Regions from separate parts of the Astyanax mexicanus genome. Here region 2 is linked to region 1. The links are chromatin contacts, called in public Hi-C maps. All regions are on one chromosome and are shown on one strand. The core of a region is the stretch at or near the end of the contact, and the rest is flanking DNA. Distances in the headings are between cores, read along the strand shown. Region 1 holds the start of cnrip1a (cannabinoid receptor interacting protein 1a). Region 2 overlaps ppp3r1b (protein phosphatase 3 (formerly 2B), regulatory s1ubunit B, alpha isoform, b).

Evidence for each region. Hi-C and Micro-C count contacts between places; a contact is called where the count stands out from the background.
Region 2: a Hi-C map of muscle shows a contact between it and region 1, with 7 times the contacts expected there. The contact joins the enhancer-like site here to the promoter of cnrip1a in region 1. A contact is called at or near these places in 2 of 3 Hi-C or Micro-C datasets (blood and muscle).

Annotation. Positions count from the first base shown.
Region 1 is chr21:33,073,457-33,076,156 of AstMex3_surface, forward strand. It overlaps cnrip1a (cannabinoid receptor interacting protein 1a), which reads left to right and starts at 1,342. Exons shown (of 3, transcript XM_022674580.2): 1 at 1,342-1,670. The coding sequence starts at 1,492.
Region 2 is chr21:33,117,107-33,119,806 of AstMex3_surface, forward strand. The region is part of intron 2 of ppp3r1b (protein phosphatase 3 (formerly 2B), regulatory s1ubunit B, alpha isoform, b); the gene reads left to right. Among protein-coding and RNA genes, the nearest start is that of etaa1a, 32 kb to the right of the region's middle. Within about 2 kb of position 1,290, the one cell type or tissue checked has an H3K27ac peak away from gene starts, as active enhancers do.

The sequences.
Region 1 (2,700 bases), core at 92-2,591:
TGGTTGAGGCCTAACGCTGGCTGCGTTGTCTGCGTATGCAGAGCGGCGGCCCTGTCCATATGTGGAACCAACGTGGAACCCGTGGGCAAAACCTTCTGGATCCCATTAGGCCCTAATTGATTTTGACTAAAACACTTATATTGTTGTGAGTTGAGAAAATTACTACGTCATACGTTTTTTAGTATGAAAATTATTGAGATTTTGCTCAATTGCTCCATAGGAACTCATTCATTTTGGCCTCAATCTGGAGCGCCCTCAAGTGGCCAAACAAACCCAGAAAATATTGTTTCACAAGTGGTTGTTTTACCAGAGACTCTATAATAGAGAGGAGAATACCCACTTTAGAATGTCTTCTGAGTGAGATTGACCATAGAGGACGCTCCTGAGTGAGTCCAAAATGAATTGGTTCCTATGGAGCAATTGAGCAAAATCAGAGTTTATAAATATTTAATACTTTTCTTTATTGGCAAATGTACTTATTTTCTCAACACAGAACAATATCAAACGTTTTTTTTTTTTACTGAAGACACATCTTCAGCATCAGCTCTATCCATTGATGATTTTCTTAAATAATCTCTTTATTTTCATCTGTGGTTCATACCATCTTTCTTTCTCTCTTTCTCATGCATGCATCTTTTTCTCTTTGGTATCTGTCTTTGTGTTTCTTACTTTATATTTGGCTTTATTCTATCCATTTATTTCTTTTAAATAATCTCTTTATTTTCTATCATTCTATGTTTCTTTCTCTCTTTATCTTTTTTATTTTCATCAGTGGTTCATTAAATTTTTTTTCTCTATTTCTCGCATGCACCTTTTTTCTCTTTGATCTTTCTTTGTATATTATCTATCTATCTATCTATCTATCTATCTATCTATCTATCTATCTATCCATCCATCCATCCATCCATCCATCATCCATCCACCCACCCACCCACCAACCTACCTACCTACCTACCTACCAATCAGTAGATTAGCAGTAACGCTAGCATCTTTACTGCAAAAGACACGATTATTTAAGAAAAACTAAAATATGTAGGTATGTTTTCTTTGCTTATTTACTTAAATACTTAATTATACCTTCCAAAACTGAAATAACATCCTAGATAAGTAGTGAGTTACTATTTTTAATTAGAGTTTTTAGCATTTTAGCTCCATTCACTCCCATTCATTACGGTCTCCCTCGCGGGCTCCCTCTAGCGGTTGGCGGTGGTTCTCTGTTTTATAAACAGTAAACTCTTTATTAGAGACTCTTTGCTAATGCTTCTCTAGCCATTTTAAACCTGTCCTGCTCAGCCAATCACACCGCGGGACTCGCGGGGGGCGGGGCTTGCATGAAAACAGGTGGAGAAGGGAATAAAACCCCTCCTCCATCATCCAGCGTCGCTCCCTGGGACCTTCTGCCATCCCTTTAATTCTAGGGAACCCAGAGCAGGATTATTTATTTATTTAATTTCTTTATCTATTATTATTAATATCTGTTATTTAATAGCCATGGCGGAGGTTCCACCCGTCATTAACATCTCGGTGTCCCTGAAGATGGAGCCAAACGATGGGCCGGTGTTCTTCAAGGCGGACGGGTCTCGGTTCGGACAGACCAGGACCATAAAACTGCTGACTGGGTCCAAATACAAGATCGAGGTGGTGGTGAAACCGGGCAGCGCCGAGGCCACGTAAGAACAGCCGCACACACACTCATTCACTCTCATTCACACTCATACACACGCTGATGGTGAGCTGAATGAAAGATGTCGGGGTCCTGCAGGGCCTGGCAGTAGCAGGGAGTGGTGGTGTGGTGCTGATGCTGCTGTGGGGAGGGGGACACACAGAGGACTAAGACCTGTCTACTATATTTATACCCATATATTATATATTATGAACACAGAGCTCAATATATGCTGTTTTACTGTGTATTCAGAAGCTGTGGGTTATTAGATATACCTAGGCCTAGGTCTACATACAGTAGATCTAGGCCTTTATATGCTGTATATGGTGTATGTGTATACCCATATATGTGCACATAATATTAAAGCAGTTATGCTACTATTTTTATAAATGAAATAACCCTGGCTTTCAACACAGAGCTCAATAGGTAGTGTTTTCTAGTGTATTCAGAAGTGGTGGCTCATTATATAGACATACCTTTCTGTATATATGTGTATAACCATATTTATTCACAAATTTACAATAGTTTTACTATTAATATGAATGAAATAACCCTGGCTATTAACATAGAGCTCAATATGTAGTGTTTTCTAGTGTATTCAGAAGCGGTGGCTCATTCAATAGACATAGTCTTCTGTATATATGTGTATACCCATATATATTCACCATATTACAATAGATTTACTATTAAAATGAATTAATTAACCCTGACTATCAACATAGAGCTCAATATGTAGTGTTTTATAGTGTATTTAGAAGCGGTGGTTTATTCAATAGACATAGTCTTCTGTATATATGTGTATACCCCTATATATTCACCATATTACAATAGATTTACTATTAAAATGAATTAATTAACCCTGGCTATCAACATAGAGCTCAATATGTAGTGTTTTATAGTGTAATTTAGAAGCGGTGGCTCATTCAATAGACATAGTCTTCTGTATATATGTGTATACCCATATATATTCACCATATTACAATAGATTTACTATTAATATGAATGAAATAACCCTGGCTATTAACATAGAGCTCAAT
Region 2 (2,700 bases), core at 40-2,539, 44 kb after region 1:
TCACATATATCATCACGGCTAGAACACTTCTCAACCAATCAGATTATGAGGTCGGAACTAACTGTTGTATAATAAAGAAATAAAGACTACAAGTAAAAAATAAATTTAATTAAATTACTTTCAACTTTTTTTTCAGATTTCTTGTATTTATTAAATATAGAGTAATAATCAGTAAAAAAGGCATAAACATTGGCTTTGTGTTGTGCATCTTACCTTCTGAACGTGCTGCATTCTTTTACCGCCAAACCAGTGGATTCTCCTTCTTGGACAGTGGATGTTCTCCAAAATACATCAGGACCTGTGGAATAACTTTGACAACAAAAGTAGGCACAGAAAAGTAACTCGATTTTCTCAAGCAATTGTTTCACCCATAATATGCATTTTGTTGAAGTAGTGTATTCTTAAAAAAATCTTCAATGTTTTGTCATTATGGCAAGACTATCATTACCGCAAAAATACTCTGAAATATCGTGATCTTACTGTACTGCCATATCAGCCGTCCCTGGTAGTCACTATCATTACCACCCCCTGCACTGCACCTGGTACACACATGATGCTTGCATCATGTCTCATTTTAAAGTAGTCTAAAAATATGCATATTTAAATGGAAAATTGTGGCAGTGCCAAAGTATCAGATCGGGACTCAAATGTAGTTAAAGGATTCAAATTTGAGAGCAAAAAAATGTAACTGGGACATCCCTATAAATAATACATTCATATTTATTATTATTTTGTTGAACTAGTATATATTTTTTTCTTTTATTGTTTTTGCAAAAGTTATACCTTGGAATAATATGTTCGCCCACCCCTAATGTGGCCAATATTTGGCACACATTTAGCCAATATTTGGCATATTGACATATATAAGGCACTGTGGTGGCCTCTCTCTATTAATAAAGTATGCTAGTAAATGTTTAGCCGCAGATGATGTTACTATAGGGTGGGTGTTTCTGATAAAATGGCCAGTCCTATGGGCTTCTATTCCGCAGTTTCACAGTAGAGTACATGAGGACATCTAGTGGTCGTTCTGTGCTATGACCTCTCCCTTCTGGTAGCTCAATTACATAATGACTATCTGTCCATATGCTGCTACAGGTGTGTGTGTGAGTGAGTGTACAGAGCTTAGCAACCCCTGTGGTGTTGAGGGCGGGGTAAAGCAGCAGCAGCAGTGTTGTTCCCCCGAGTTCCTCCTGTAGTTTAGTTAAACGCTGGCTGTGTGGAGAGATGGCAGGGGCTATCAGGCTGGTGTATAAGAAATCAGGTGAGACCCTCCCTCAGGTTGGCTGGCAGGGCGCGGCACGGTGTGGTGGTAGCGGGTATGAGTGTATGTGTGTGTGTGTGTGTGGAAGCTGAGAGCTGATCAGCTGTTTGGAAAGAGGATTTGATGATGGTAGATATAAATAAGCTGTGCTGTGCTGTGTGTGTTTGTGTAGGTAGTTGTAGTGGTCTGTGGTAGCAGGGAAAGAGGCACGAGACTTTTTTGTGGTAAAAGATGATTGTGCATGTTTAAAATTGTATTAAATTGTTTTCAAATGGCAGAAAATTACAGTGGTTTTCATCAGAAACACTTAAAAAAGCAGATTTATTTTTGGCACAAGCTATTTGCACTATTTCCAGCAGCTTGTACTATTTGCATCCAGGTTTACGTGATTGTACCATTACTAAAAAAAAAAACACTAAAGCATGTATTGTAGCATTGGTTCCAAATTTTGTTAAATATTTTAGTTCATTTATCCTGATATTTTAACCCTATTTAAAGAAAATGTGAGAGAATTCTTTGAAGGTTTTTGATTGACAGTGACTAAATAGGCATTTTACATTCTTAAAAAAGAAATCTTAATTTTTCCCAATTTTGCAACAAGAATCTCTCTTCACTTTCACCTAAATAGTATTAGAATTAGATGTTTTAGGTAAATTGGCCATTTTAAAAGCTAGTAAATTATTTAACTACATGCTTAATATTTATATAGATTTTACAGAATAAAAGAGGCTTGATAATAGGTTTAGCTACCACACTAAAATATATAGTGTAAATCCTGGGCTCTATCTAGGTTAGTGATTCTCAAAAATTTTCTATCATTCCCCACCTCAGAAGAAGGGGAAATTCCACCACGCCCCAACAAAATAGTAATAAAACTAAAACTCAATTTTAAAATGTTATAATCAACATTAAGTAACATTAATTTCTGTTTCTAAACCAGTAGGTAACATTATAACACCAGATACAACATTAACATCAATATTCAAAAATGCAGAAAATTGGCCTACTGATTAAATAATTGTTTAGTTTCTCACTTTTCACTTTAAAAATTTAGGTAAGGCAGGTAAACAAATGACCGTGTCCATCAGTGACTGCAATGAGCCTGTTTTGCACGACTCATCTTCTAAAAATGGGGTTGCATGCTTGATACTGCAACTCTCAGGTCATGCTCAACCTTAAGCTGAGATCTGTAATTAGTTTTCAGTGAAGTCTTTAGTTTATCTGTTAGCGTGGAATCGCCCTGTTGTACTTTGTACTTTTTACATTGTTCCTGCAACATTTGAAACATCCGGGGCCTTTGCCAGCCACCCCCTCGCCCCTTTTATTGGCAAAACAAAGAGGCCTTAAAAAGACAGGCTTTAAAAATGTTCATTTCTTCCAATTCCTTGCGGCCCACGTGCAATACACTGTTTTAAATTAAGGGGTGGATATTTTCCTCC